Linked DNA regions of Rattus norvegicus: region 2 is linked to region 1. The links are chromatin contacts, called in public Hi-C maps. All regions are on one chromosome and are shown on one strand. The core of a region is the stretch at or near the end of the contact, and the rest is flanking DNA. Distances in the headings are between cores, read along the strand shown.

Region 1 (7,752 bases), core at 1,686-4,185:
GGCCATGGTGTTTCATCGCAGCAATAGTAATCCTAACAAGGACAGTGTGAAAATGTCTTAAAGAAATCTGTTGTGGAGTACCTACCAGAGAAGACTTCTCAAACATGGTTAGTTTAAGCCAATAGAAAGTCTTTAGTAGCCGGCCAGTGACTATACTGGGTGTTCAGTATCCCCGTGTGGCACTGAGTCTCCCCCAGAATGAGCTTTGAAGCACAGACAAGCATATCCTGGGTTGATATACTTCAATTAACGAGCAGTTAGCCAGGTGCAGAACAACAGAGGCCAAAATGCAAGGTGAGTACATTTAGAGAGTTCGCCATAACTGTGGACATTTGGTCTGGCAGGTGAGTTCTAAAACACATTGAGTTTTACAACCCAAACAGCACATTCACCAGAAAATCAATGTGAAAGCCCTGGGAGTCGACTAAGGTCTGGGGCCCTTTTACAAAACCTACTGCTCTATATGCTTAAAAAAGATCCTTATTGTGATCATAACTGAAGAAACTTATAATTATGCGTGTGAGGGCCAAATCCCCAAGCCCTTTTACTTGCCTGTGATCCACAGCACTCTGGAAACTGTCTAAAATGAAGTGCTTGCGTAATAATATTTATACTTATATATTTAAAAAAAATAGAAACATGCCAGACTCCAAATTAGATGATAATTTGAGTTTATTTCCCACATTTAGTAGATGGAAGCCATTTCCCGAGGAAGCTGCAGGGGTAGTTGCAGCTGTGAGGGAAACAGCTGAGATCTGTGTCCTGCTGCTCATAAAGATAGACTTTAAGAAGCCTTAGATAGTAGATATACACAAGGGGACACCAGCTGGCTCTGTAAGACTGATAGAGCCCCACAACTCTCACCTTCTAGGGGTTCAGTTCACACCTGTGGGGCAGGCTCACTCAAGGCTCACTCACTCCATAGACCATCCATTCATCAGGTTTCTCTAATGGGCATCCTACAGTCAGAAGTCCTTCCTACCCACCGACTTGGTGCAGGCCAGTGGGGCCCAGCCTTGGGCACCTTCTCTGAAGTCAATCTACATTTTGATGGGTTCTGGCAGTGCTTGGGAATGCCTCTAGTCAATCCCCAAACTCCAATACCACTATCCTCGTTAGAGAAGCCTACTTCTAACACTTAGCTCGTTATACAACAAGTCACCAGTGTTTCCAGGGAAAACTCACTTGAGGGTTGTTACTAGTTAGTCAAGACTTCATTGGTTGATGATACCTGAGCCACAAAAGTCTTTGTAGTGACTACAGGTAGAGTGTGACGATTCCTGACACCCCCACCACCATCCTGGAAGCTTATTTTTAGAATCCTTCCAGCATTAAAGCTCCAACATAAAGATGTTGAAGTCCTTCAGAGTAGGCTACAGTCTTCTTATATAAAATAGTACAGAAATACAAGCTCGTGTAATGTATATGGCTTTGTGAAGGAGGGACATAGAGTAGGCCCTAAAACTGGTATTGTTGACCTAGGCTATGTTCTGAGATCTGATGAGAAAATTGGGGAAGTTACTCCCCCAAATCCCAGAACTTCGAAGGAGGAGTAAGGAGATTGTGGATTCTAGGCCAGTTTAGCCTGCAGAGGGCTTAATGTCTCAAAATGAGCAAACTAACACCTCTGAAAACAAACAAACAAACAAACAAACAAAACAAAAAATGTCCAAATAAAGATACTCTAGCAATTCCAGGACAATAGAGTAAGAGCGTTTGAAATCACATACAGGTCTCTTCACTGATGTTGGGGGTCGGACCCAAGGTTTCGTATTTGCCAGACCAACACCCTACCACTGAGATACACCCCCTTTCCTTAGCTGGTTTTTGTTTTGTTTTTCTGTTTGTTTTTTTGAAGGGAGAATGATTTCCAACAGACTAATATTAATATATATATATATAACATATATATATAACATATATAAAACATATACATATTTACACAAAATAGGACATATACATATACACACATATATAAGACATATAATACACTATACATATATAATAAATGCTATATATTGCATATTATAAATACATATACATATATAACATATATGTATATAACTATGTGTGTGTGTGTGTGTGTGTGTGTGTATCACACAATTTTAAGACTGCCTGCCGTAGCTAGGCATAGTGGTATACACCTTTATTCCCAGCACTTGAGAAGCAGAAGCAAGTAATCTCTGTGAGTCCAAGGCCAGCCTAGTCTACATAGTCAGTTCCAGGGAACCTGGAGCTAAATAGTGAGAACCGTCCCAAAAATCAAAAGTCATTACAAATAAGAGTCTGTCCTAAAGGATGCGTGGAATTTGGAGACAGCATATTCCAGGTCGTTTACGGCATCAGGCTTCGTAGTTAATACAAGCCCTCAAGAGCCCAGTCTCAGCTGCGCCTCCGTCTGTTTCATTTCCTTTTGTGTCATCTAAGGACATGCGAGTCTCCCACCGGCAATCTGTTCAACTTGGGCTCCCCACCGGCGGCCCTGCTCTGAGTTATTAGTAAGTTAAAAGGTGTGAATGTGAGCTTTATGGGAATGATTGTGAGTGGAAATCTGCGTTTATCCAGCAAGTCTCATGAGCCTGTACCGTCGTCTCCTTTGATCTTGGAAGAAGTGTTTAGGCCAAAAGCAGCAAACACTAACCAACTGGGTGGTTGGGGCCAAGCCACTTCTTCTCTGAGCCTTTTTCCATAACAGAGAAAGATATGTGTTGCGTGAGGTGTCAGGTGTCTTAGGGGACAGCGATAAAATGAAAGACGAGGCAGAAGGATTGTGACTGTGAGGCTAGCCTGGGCTACACTGTGAGGAAGCAGGAACTTGGTATTTTCTGTTTCGATTTTCAAAACTCGGTGCGTGCTGAGTTGCGGGAGTTTGAAAGCAAGAACAAGACAAGCTGTGAAGAAAACTTTCCAGCAGAGGGCGCAAGACGCCGAGGATGAAACACAGGAGGTCTTTTCGGTTCTTGGTAAAGGACTCCTGGAGATCCTTTTAGGTAGGCTGATGGCAGAGAGGGAGTAGACACGGGCTGTGACAACAGGATGTCTTCTGATCCATGCCGTAACATTTTCCTTTCTTGTCTCCACCCAAGCCCCACCCAGTGTGTCAATCATTCCGTCCTGGGGGTTCAACAGAGACACTGACGCTAGCTTTTGGGTGTACGACCCCTGTGAAGAGAGAATTTTGAGGTACCAGGAAATGGCAAACTGCATCTTTTTTCTTTCTCTTCTCTAGTAATCGAATCTGTTGGCCACAGAGTAAGGCTGCCTAATGGAGGGCAAAGCTACCCATTCTGTTTAGGATCGAAGCCAAGCTTTCCATAAACAACCCCCTGACCCTGAAGGAACACGTGACTTAAAGTCTTCTTTAACTGGAAGGGACGAATACCAGGCCTGCCCTGGGAGCAAGTTTTGAGGTGAGTTTCCTCAAGCAGCCACAGAGATCACAGACAGACCTTAGCTTTGTTTGTTTGTTTGTTTGTTTTATAAGGCCTGTAGGTCTTCAGAAAGTAATCGCTAATGCTCAAATATGGTATAGGATGCTTCCCACTAATGCGCAGTCTCCTTCTGAGTGACAGTACAGCGTCTGCCTGAATTCCTCCCGGACAGCAAGCTCATTTCCTTACTAGATGCATGTTCCTCGCTTGAGCTTCCCCGACTCAAATACTGTGATGGTTCCTTCAGTTTGCCCAGTATCCATAACCCTGAAGCTTCAGTCCAGTGGACTGGGTCAGATCTGTTTTGTAATTCACTCAGCAGGTTTTCCCACCACTTGAAAACAGTCACAATGTTCGTAAGCCCAGCTATCTGCGGGACGCAGGCAGGAAGATGGGAAATCCAAGACTAGTCTGGGTATTTTAGAAAGAACATGTCTCCGAGTTAAAAAAAAAAAAAAAAAAGTTAAAGGGCTGGGAGCGGGGTAAGTGTGAGATGCTCAGTAGGGGGCTGGCTGGCTGCCTGTGATGAAATACCATGATGAACTTATTCCGGGTATAGCAAAACCAAAGCAAACGGATAGATAGCGAGTAGCAAGTAGAAAGACACAGCATCCAACCCTGAGGCCTGAGAGCGCAAGAAACGAAACGGACCAAATCAGGAGCTTACAAACATGCAGCGGAAGTCCACCGGCAAACCCCCACTGAAACAGGGGGCTGGAGCTCCTGGTTCAGTGTCTCCCAGACAGAGTAGAGAGTGCGGCTAAGTAAAACCACCGCAGAGCAGCAGAAAAGACACATTGTATCAGGCACTTACAAACATCCAGCAGAAAAGACTGGGAAACTGCAAGCTACCGGTGCTGATCCATCCTTCCAGGCAGGCAGAACATCCATCCAGTAGGTGGACTTCTGCCTTAGCCGTCCAGTACGTGTGTTTCAATGTCATGGGATAAACAATTTCTGCTGGAAGCTGTTTACCTTCTAGCTGTCCTCAAAGACAGTATTTTTCACTTTTGGGTTTCCTTTTCTCCACTATAGAATGTGTGTGAGGAGGAGGGGAACAGTGGGGGGGGGAGGGCTGTCTCCAGACAAGGGGTCTTGGAAGACACTTGACAGGAGCGCTAGAGTGTGGAACAGCCCTCCTCATTCCCAGAATTCACCTTCAACAAGCATAAGATGTACGTGTCTATTTACCAATATATTGTGCATGACAGCACCTCCAACTACACACACACACACACACACACACACACACACACACACACACGGTTTAAGTTTTACATTTACCTATTTATTTAGTTTATTTTTTCTAATTAGCTTTTACGTTTAAAAACAGATATTTTCATATAATATACCCTAATTCCAGTTTTGCCTCTCTCTACTTCTCCCAGTTTCTCCCCATATCCTCTCTTATCCAGATCCACTTCCTTTCTGTCTCTCATTAAACAGACTTCTAAGAGATAACAACAAAATATAACAACTAAAATATACTAAAATAAAACAAAAAAAATCACATGACATCATTTCGTTGGATAACGAAAACCAACAGAAGGAAAAGAACCCAAGAGAAGGCATAAAAATCAGAGACCTACTGACACACTCAGGCGTCCCATAAAAATATTGAGTTGAAAGCTATACTACATGTGCAGGAGAACTGGTGCGGATGCACGGAGGCCCTGAGCTTGTTTTCAGTCTCTGAATTCACAGGAACTTTGCTCTGTTGGTGGACAGGGACCTGTTATCGTCGTGTCCTTCAGCCTCTGTTCTTACACCCTGCTTCCTCTACATGGGGGTTCTCTAAGGCATGAAGGGGAAGGATGTGATGGAGAGATCCCATTTAGGGCTGTGTGTGTGTGTGTGTGTGTGTGTGTGTATGTGTGTGTGTGTATGGTGTGTGGTGTGTGTGTGTGGTGTGTGTGTGTGTGTGGTGTGTGGTGTGTGTGTATGGTGTGTGTGTGTTGTGTGTATGGTGTGTATAGTGTGTGTATGTGTGTGTATGTGTTGTGTGTGTGTGGTGTGTGTGTGTGGTGTCTGTGTATGTGTGTGTATGGTATATATAGTGTGTGTATGTATGTGTGTGTATGTGGTGTGTGTGTGTGTGGTGTGTGGTGTGTGTGTGTGTGTTGTGTGTGTGTGGTGTGTGGTGTGTGTGTGGTGTGTGTGTGTGTGTGGTGTGTGTGTATGGTGTGTATGTATGTGTGTGTATGTGGTGTGTGTGTGTGTGGTGTGTGGTGTGTGTGTGTTGTGTGTGTGTGTTGTGTGGTGTGTGTGTGGTGTGTGTGTGTGTGTGGTGTGTGTGTATGGTGTGTGTGTTGTGTGTATGGTGTGTATAGTGTGTGTATGTATGTGTGTGTATGTGGTGTGTGTGTGTGGTGTGTGTGTGTGGTGTGTGTGTATGTGTGTGTATGGTATATATAGTGTGTGTATGTATGTGTGTGTATGTGTGGTGTGTGTGTGTGGTGTGTGTGTATATGGTGTATATGTGTATGGTGTGTATGTATGTGTGGTGTGGGTATGTATGCGTGTGTGTGGTGTGTATGTGTGTGCATGTGTGTGGTATGGGTATGCGTGTGTGTGTGGTGTGTGTGTGTATGTGTGTGGTGTGTGTGTGGTGTGTGTGTATGTGTGTGTGGTGTGTGTGTGGTGTGTGTGTATGTGTGTGGTATGTGTGTGTGGTATGTGTGTGTGGTGTGTGTGTATGTGTGTGTGGTGTGTGTGTATGTGTGTGGTATGTGTGTGTATGTGTGTGTGGTATGTGTGTGTGGTGTGTGTGTATGTGTGTGTGGTGTGTGTGTGGTGTGTGTGTATGTGTGTGTATGTGTGTATGGTGTGTGTGTGGTTTGTGTGTGGTGTGTGTGTGGTGTGTGTGGTGTGTGTGGTGTGTGTGTGTGTGTGTAATGTCTGGCAGTAGGTCTCCGTATTTATTCCTATCTGCTAAAAGAGGATACTTCTCTGTGGTTGGCTGAATAAGACATTGATTTAGGAATATAGCAGAATATCATTAAAACTCATCTTATTGCTTCTTCCTTTTCTTATTGGATATGTTATATATTTACATTTTAAATGTTATCCCCTGGGGTTGGGGATTTAGCTCAGTGGTAGAGTGCTTGCCTAGGAAGCGCAAGGCCGTGGGTTCTGTCCCCAGCTCCGAAAAAAAAAAGAACCAAAAAAAAAAAATGTTATCCCCTTTCCCAGTCCCCACCCCCACCCCGCATACATCCTTGCCCTGTTTCTATAAGGATGCTCCCAGTCCCACCCACCTACTTCCACCTCACAGCCCTGGAATTCCCCTACATTGGGATATTGAGCCTTCACAAGACCAAGGGCTTCCTTCTCCTATTGATGCTGGACAATGACATCCTCTGCTACATCTGTGGCTGGAGCCACGGGTCCACGGGTTTAGTCTCTGGGAGCTCTGGAGGGCCTGGTTGGTGGACATTGTTGTTCTTCCTATGGGGTTGCAATCCCCTTCGGCTCCTTCAGTCCTTTCTCTGACTCCTCCATTGGGGTTCCCTGTGCTCAATCCGATGGTTAGCTGCAAGCATCCTCATCTGGATCAGCAAGGCTCTGGCAGAGCCTCTCAGGAGACATCCATATCCGGCTCCTGTCAGCGAGCACGTCTTGGCATCAGCAATAGTGATGGCGGCTACATATGGTGGAGCAGGCTCTGGATGACCTTTCTGTCAGGCTCTACCCCACTCTTTGTCCCTGTATTTCCTTTAGACAGGAGCAATTCTGAGTTAAATTTTTGAGAAGGGTGGGTGGCCACATCCCCCAACTGGAGGCCTTGCATAGCCTCTGGATATGGTCTCTACATGTTCTCCCTCCCCTTTGTTGGGCATTTCAGCTGATCTCATCCCTGTTGGGTCCTAGGAGCCTCTTGCTTTCCTGGCATCTGAGACTTGCTGGTGGCTACCCCCAGTTCCTCATCCCCCATTGCTACACACCTCTGTTCAAATTCCTGATCCTCTGTGTATGATCTCTATCTACACCCATACCTGATCCTGTCCTCCTTCCCCTTCCCTCTCCTCTCTGCCTCCCAAGTCCCTCCCACCCTCTACCTTCTATGAGTAGTGAGTATTTTGTTTCCCCTTCTAAGAAGGACTGAAACCTCCACATTTTGGTCTTCCTTCTTCTTGAGCTTCATATGGTCTGTGGATTGTTTCTTAGGTATTCCAAACTTTTGGGCTAATATACACTTATCAGTGAGTGCATACCATGTGTGTTCTTTTGTGACTGGGGTACCTCACTAAGGATGATATTTTTTAGTTCTATCCATTTGCCTAAGAATTTCGTGAAGTCATTGTTTTTGATAGCTGAGTAT
Region 2 (7,752 bases), core at 3,177-5,676, 150 kb after region 1:
TAATGAACAAATGCAGCCAATTCACAGTTCACAGGCAGGCTTGACCTCTATGGTGGTCCATAGAGAGTTGTGAGCTGCAGAGGGGAGCCCAGGCAGGACTGTGGAGGTCTTTGGCCACTGGTGTATTCCAGAGTAGCAGAGGTGGTCGGATGAATGTGGGGACACAGAGTTAGTCCTAAATTGAACATCTTTACAGCAGAGCTGCTCAGAGTCTATGGATGCATTCTGAGTCTCTACCAACAGGCTCTTTGTCGCTTGGTTTACAAATTTAAGGCAGAAACCGGTTTCCAAAGAGCGTCTCAGGGGAACAATGTTCTGTGTAGCACTGTTTGGGAAACACTGGCCTAGAGCAATGGGGGTGTTTTAGTTGATTGGATAAGAACACGACTCAATGCTTGCACTGCTCCGAGAACAGCTTCTCTCTCTGGTGGGTCTTGTTTCATAATGATCTTTCCCTTCTCTGCCATTCCCAAGGATAAGACTATGATCTCATGAGAAGATCAACTGTAGAAATAACTCATTTTCCTGTAAGTTGCCTAACAACCCCATGCAAAATGAACAGACAGCACCGAACTAAGCATGAGACTGCGGTTCCGGTTGTTTCTTATATCACACCCACATTCAACCCCAGGACGTGATTGTTGCTCAAGAATGCATAAAAAATAATTAACACATTGCTGTATTTCTTTACCACAGTTGTACATAAGACTCATTACCCTTGTGACACTGGTCAGGACTCTGGACAATGCTCTATGGTCTTTAAATCAGATAGTGTGATGGTTTGTACATGCTTGGCCCAGGGAGTGGCACTGTTGGCACTATTAGGAAGTATGGCCTTGATGGAGTAGGTGTGTCACTGTGGGTGTGGGCTTTAATAACTTTATCCTAGCTGTCTGGAAGCCTGTCTTCTAGCAGCCTTCAGATGAAGATGTAGAACTCTCAGCTCCTCCTGCACCATGCCTGCCTGGATGCTGCCATGTTCCTTCCTTGATGATAATGGACTGAACCTCTGAACCTGTAAGCCGGCCCCAATTAAATGCTGTCCTTAGTAAGAGTTGCCTTGGTCACGGTGTCTGTTCACAACAGTAAAACCCTAACTAAGACAGATAGGTAGAGATGGATCAAACCCAGTGAGTTTGCCTAAAGTCTCCTGTGTTAGCCAAGAAGCATGCCACCTCCTCGGGTATTGATTGACTGATTGTTCTCTTAGGCTTGTGGGAACAGAATAGACTCTGGTACCCAAACCACACCAGGGTCTTGAGCTATATCTCGTCCCTCAGTGGTTTAGAAGTAGCTCAGATTTCGTTGGGAGTTTAATTTGGTGCATTTCCCAGCCTCAGTGGGAGTGGTCCTATTTCTGAGCTTAACCAGGTCTGATTCTTCCTAAAAGCTGTTTGTGCGTGGGTTGATTTTGTTTGTTTGTTTGAATTGCTTTCCCGAAAATGAATAGGAACACTGCAGAGCAAATCTGTCTGCTCAGGTAGCCAAGGTAATGGAGCTCCCACATTCCCCATCTGTCTGCTTAGCACTGCCAAGGCGTGACTGATGATAAAAGATAGACTTGCCTGGAACTCGAGGGTGGGCAGTGAAGCTGTAGGCACCTGTGGCATGACTCCTGGCAGTGGCTGAACGCACACTCTTGTCCTGCAGAAGGTTTGCTTTCCTGGAGACAGAGCCAAGGAAGTGGGGAGGCCTGCACTTGGTGAGAATAGTGTCTAGTTCAAGGCCCTTACCAGGCTCTCGAGAGCAAACATCTTGCTTAGCTCGAGTCCCCAAAGTGCACAGAGTTGGTAGAGAATGGGAGAGCCTTCTGGAGGATCCCGGAGAAAATGTGTGTGCACATGAGAAAGTGACCCCAGTATAAAGCTAAAGATAGCCCCTGTGTGGCAGCCAGAAGGGCTTTTCAGGAGGATGGCAGTGTGGACATGGAAGACCCCTCTGTTGTTACGATCGAAGGATGCGACCTTGGCTCCTCTCTGCACAATAAGGGCCTATGGGGAGAGGAAGGAAGGAAAGCCATACACTCTCCATCTCCGGGATAGAAGTAACAGAACTAACGAGTTTGTAGCCCTTGAGGTAGGGTACTCTTGTGTGCATGAGAGTAGACGTGGGTGTGCCAATTATGTCTTTTAGCTGCAGTTGGTAGAACTTCAGATTCGGGGGTGGGGGATGGCACAACTATCTGTAAGCCAAATTCACAGATTGTTTTGAGATCAGCTTTAAAGTTGGACAGTACATTGCTTTATTATTATTATTTTTTTAATCTTCATTACCTCTGTTGTGTGTGGGGCCATAAAATGCTTCCTAATGGAGCCTTCATTGTCTCTTGGGTGAGAACATCATTGACAGACCAAGGCAGGGTTAAGCTTGATTTCTCTGTGAGTCACTTGTATGCATGAGAATCTCGGCTTCCAACCTGGTGATCTTGTCTCTTTCAATGAACTGGGTGTTGATGGACACTCCCCTCCCCCTCCTTTCTGTGGCTTGTGGTCATCCTCTTTTAAAGGACAACACTATTGCTGACCCTGAAACAGAAGTCTAAATGAAGTTAGAGAAATCCTGGACAGCTATGTATCATTGTCTTCAGGGCCTACGTGTTAAACGTGATGGATCACATCCATGACTGTGATGACCAGTGTATGTGAGTGAGGAAATCCCTGGAGCTTCATAAGTGGGCAGCCTAGATTGGCTGAATTTCATTGTAACTGGAAACCCTGACGTGATCGATGCTGATCTTTGTGTTTTATTTGTCTTTCTATCTTTCCAGGTGATGTAGGTGTGACTCTTAACTGCATTAGGACATGGGTCAGGAGGGCCTCCTGAGAGTAGACTAAGGGCAGTCTATTTCTTTTTTTTTAACGTTGTGGATGATTTTCAAACCATGTCCTGAGTGTTGTGCTATGTGCTGATCATACCCTTAGACAATGTAACTATTCAACAGTGATGTATTTACAGTGCCACCTCTGTAATGTTGAATCCCAATCATACATTTACAAGATACTTTACTAGTGGTGTTTGTTTTATCCTGCTGAAGCATTATAGCTTGTTAGGGAAGAACCTGCAGCCATGACTATGCCAGACAGCATGCCCAGCAGGGACCTCTGGGTGTTGTGTAACCACCCATCTCTCAGATGCACTCCTTCTGATGGTATGGACTCTAGATGTGTTTTTCTGAGTGGGATGAAGTTGCTTCCGACACTGGATCTCTGGGAAAGAAGAAGAAATATGTTTACTTCAGACAATCACTTTATATTGTTTTCCAGTAAGTTTGTGACATATAAACCCATGTCTCCTCCCAACCATGTCCACGCTCAAGGACTGAAGGTGTTACAACTTAACACTTTAAGCCAGTCTTAAGCAATTGGCAGTGACACAACTAGACATATGGGGCGTCAAGTTTGACAAATTCTGACTCATGTATGCAAGTCATATAACCATCACCACATTCAATGTAACACTTTCCTTACTCCCAAAAGTTTCCTGAGAGAAAAATTCACCAGGGAGCCGCTTTCTGTAACTGTGAATTCTAACCACCTCAAGATTTGTTACCCTTGCTCCCTGAGCTTCTGCAAACCCTCTTTTTTAACATGCTGATTAGAATTCTCCACTCTGAACTCGAGGTGATACCTTGAGTGCACCCTTTCTACATTCAGATGTTTGCATCGGGTGTAACTCTCCCAGCTTGATACATGTGTAGATTCCATGGCTCTTAGACTCTTTATCAAGGGCTTGGCATTTCCCTCCATGAGAACGCTTGCCTAGCATACCCAAAGCCCCAGATTCAACCTCAGGCACCACACATGCATGCAAGAAGGTGTTCGTCTAGATGAGTTCCCATTAAATAGAGGATCCAACTAGTTAGTCTCCAAATGCCATTCATTTTATCTGCTAGATCAAGATGTGGATCAGGAACTTAAACAATTTAAAAGTCCTGCTGAAGCCCATACATTTGCTAGTGTGGTCAGGTGTGCTCTGGGTGTGTCTTCAGCACAGACACAATCACCATCCCAGCTCTACCTGCTCAGGGTCTTGTCTTGTTGAGCACAAGAGTGTGTGTCTACATGTACTTGACTGTGTGAATGTGTGTGTGCGTATGTGTATGCCTCCTGTAAGGCACAAAGAGTTCAAATGTGTGGAGTGACTGAGCCCAGTGTTGGGCTCTGCTTTACAAAGGTGGGCCCTTGAGCTCATGTGTTTATTTCATACTGTTCGCATTATTATAGCCTTTTTTCTAGTGTCAGCATTGAGCTTGTCACCCCCTGTGCTTCTCTGAAATTAATAGTGGCGGTGACATGTAAGTAAGATTTCTGTTTTCAAGGTGTCAGAATTGGTTTTCGGTGAAAAGAGCTAATAGAATCTGAAGTCTTACAGGATGGAATGGCATTTCTATTTATATCACAGTAATGCCTTTCATGCCATGTTAACCGCTCGTTTTCTTTCTCAACTACATATTTTCACCTTTATATCCCAGAAGACAGAGCAGCTGCACACTGTGTGTGCTGACATGGCCGAGCATGGGTAATAGTGAAGGAAGATGGGTGAAGCAAGATGGGTCAAGTACAGGGTCCCAAGGTCAGGAATAATAATGGTTTCTCAGACCAGGACAGGGTGTGTGTGTGTGTGTTGCAGGGGTCCAGAATGGTGGGGAGATAACCAAGCTCTGCAGGTTTACCTCACTGTAATTGCTAGTACATGTTTGCCAACAAAATAGAGGTGCAGTATCTAGCTTATGGGACTTAGAATTAAACAGGTTGATAAGTGCACATGCTAATGTGACGAAGCACAGGGCATTGAATGTGAGGCATGGCGGTAGGATAGCTAGTGCTGATAGTAGTGTGTGATATATGTCGTGATAGCACAGTGTCCTAAAGAAGATGGTGCTGGAAGCAGAATTCAAAATTGGATAGGTATCATATGACTTATCCTGGGAGAGATAGGAACAAACATCTACTCACCTCAGATAAGGCACTAACAACAAACCAAAGAAATGATCCGTCCAAGCCTACCTTACTGAGGCACTTGTAGGAATGTGGATGAGAGGTTGCTTACAGAAACATGGATGACTCAAAGGCAGCTGACTCTCCAAAGAGCCCACCCCACCATGGGTGACAGCTCACAAAATATGTATTTATGGGGCTGCCTGAAAATCTCACACATCTGAGAATCTCCTCTCCCCAGCAATTATTACCAGTTACATAGCCTTAGCAAAGGGGCCTTGTGAGTCTTGTAAACTTCAGGAACTTCAAGAGACATGTGAGTTTGCTCAGTTCTTGGGTCGTAACCAGCCCCTTTGCAGAATGGAATGTTCCAATTCAGAATAAATTGCTATACTTTCTTAGGATCCCTTGGCTGGCAGCCTCAGATCTGATGTTACTTTGAGTCCAGTAAATGAAGAGCCACCCAGGGTTGGTAAATTCTATGTGCCCAGTGAAGATCTTGCAGACTTTCTCATAAGCTCCTGTTTGGAAACCACAAGTAACTTCTACAGTTTCAGGGGTTATGTTAGTTTAGACAGTCTTACTTTATAAACCAGGCCATCTTCTACAGTGCCGAGGCTAGTCATAAACTTGTTCTAGTCCTCCTGGGTGCTGATATTATAGGTATATATCACCAGAGCTCTACCATCCTGATAGTAATCTGTCTAAGGGAGCACGGCACTGTGCTTACAATGTGTTTGTTGTCATACACAAAACAGCAACAAATTCCAGTTTAATGATGCGAGGAACTAAGCTTTGAGTGCCCGAGTATTTCTGCTGCACTCTCTCGGTGTGGGCAATGCCACCCTTTCTGTGACCAGATCTGTAAGATTAAGCCAAGGGACAGCCATCTCTTGCTCTTCAGGAATCACGTGATTGTCCACGTGGCCAGGGGAATAGGCTGCGGCTGTGGTCAGTTAGAGCAGTGGTCCTTAAACTGCTTCAGTACACTAGATTTTTGAGGATGACGCCATCAGTTATGCGTGGGAAAATATGTTAAAATTTTTCTTCCATGTCTTTTTAAATTTTGAAATATCATTTGTATATTTACAAATGTATAACGATATGGTGACATAGAAAATCATGTGTTCAGGGATGGACATGCTTACAGTTTTCCTTATTGACAGGTATGTCCTGTAAAACAAGAGATGACTACAGTTTACTAGACAGAGTTTTCTAGCCATATATGTAGCATCTGTGTGTTCATGTTCAAATGGGAAAACTGTCTCTTAGCCGCCTATGGTGGGTGGTCTTTGTTAGTGCTTTCAACATGATGAGACAGAGGTGTTTGACTCTGCGTAATGCTTCCCTACAAAGAGGATACAATTGATAATGCATAGCTATTGTCCCTCTATTAATGTCCCCTCTCTAGGCTGGGTCAAGGAGCACTTAACCATTGTATAGCTCTGTCGTTATTATAGTAGGGCATGCACAAGAGGTTATAGTGTTGGGCTTAGGGTAAGAAGAGGCTTTGGAAAAGGCATTCTTCGTTGATAGAATTGTGCCCCAGCGCATGGCTAGGCTTGGCCTGCTGGGGGCGGGTTAAGCAGTCCTTAACAGTTCTACATTAAGATCACTACAGGGTCCCTCAGAGTTCTCATCAGAACCTTGCAGGTGGAATTGAGTCCTCTGCATTTTGAGAAAAGCTCTAGGCCTTGTGTTCAGGGAACTTCTGGAATGGGTTAGCTTCTGTGGTTTGGGATAGTCAGAGCTGGTGTCCACAGACGCCCTGTGATGGGTTTTGACTGTCTCCCAGCCTTCATGCTTGAGTAGGTTGCTTTTAACACCTCCCTGTGAAGTAATGATCCAAGGGCATATTTGATCAAAGAAAGGTCTCGGAACTTGGAAACCAGTTAGACGGTAGATTCTCCAATTTTGGCAGCTGCCCCACCTCTTGAAGTCTGTCTCAGCCCTGGCTATATTAGAGGAACCCCTGGGAAGACTTCAAACTACCAAAACCCAGGCCTCAATCTAATAGAGGCTGTGCGTGGGTATCTGCAAATGCTGTCTCGTGGCAGGGTTAAGAACTGTGCTAAAATTGCCTGGATAGCCTAGGTAACCTCAGACTTGAGAAGCAAGAGAACTTTTGAATGAGCGAGGGGGTGGAAAGACTGAAAGATGGCGTAGTATTACCACAGGGCAGTCCATGTGTGTGTCCTCCACTACCTCGGTGGACATTCTTCAATCAACAGAGTCTTTTTATGTCTGTCTGGCTCCCACCCCATGTTAGAGATGAGTGATGCTGGAAATCCTGCAGCCAACAGATGACAGAAACTAATTTGCTTGTCCTCCACATTCCCAGAATCAAAGGATAAAAAGGCTTTGTGATCAATGATATTCTTTTTTTTTTGGTTAAAAATGGAATTAACCTTCTTCACAAGAGCAAACACCAAGAATACTTAGAATTATGGTATTTCTTTTTAGATTCTGCTTTGAAGCCAGGAGCAAAGAGGGGGAAGAAGGAGGAAATCCAGTAACTGTTCTGACTACTGGCCTTTACTAGCTAAGAATAGCTAGCGATCCTGGGAGATCTCCGAAGGCCTGCTGACATAGGTGTGAACCAAGGAGCTCTCTGATTGCTTTTAGCTGACATGGTGTGTGGGATGCTCTTCCATTGGGTCGTTCAGGATCGATGGCCACTCCGGTTTGTTCTGCTTTCCCACGGGGTCATTAGGCTCCCTCGCGCCATTCATTTGTCCTCACCCATATCGATCCATCATGATTACCTGACACGTACAAACTCCAGCTCAGCAGTCCTCGGCAGAGATTTTTCTTT

The links. Hi-C and Micro-C count contacts between places; a contact is called where the count stands out from the background.
Region 2: a Hi-C map of the A7r5 cell line shows a contact between it and region 1, with 4 times the contacts expected there. The contact joins two enhancer-like sites. A contact is called at or near these places in 4 of 12 Hi-C or Micro-C datasets (the A7r5 cell line, frontal cortex, kidney and 1 more).

Annotation. Positions count from the first base shown.
Region 1 is chr18:70,293,961-70,301,712 of GRCr8, forward strand. No RefSeq gene overlaps it. Among named protein-coding and RNA genes, the nearest start is that of Myo5b, 16 kb to the right of the region's middle. Within about 2 kb of position 2,936, at least 1 of the 93 cell types and tissues checked has an H3K27ac peak or open chromatin away from gene starts, as enhancers often do. A contact at or near this core is called in the A7r5 cell line, where this site is marked.
Region 2 is chr18:70,444,030-70,451,781 of GRCr8, forward strand. The region is part of intron 4 of Myo5b (myosin Vb); the gene reads left to right. Among named protein-coding and RNA genes, the nearest start is that of Myo5b, 130 kb to the left of the region's middle. Within about 2 kb of position 4,427, at least 1 of the 93 cell types and tissues checked has an H3K27ac peak or open chromatin away from gene starts, as enhancers often do. A contact at or near this core is called in the A7r5 cell line, where this site is marked.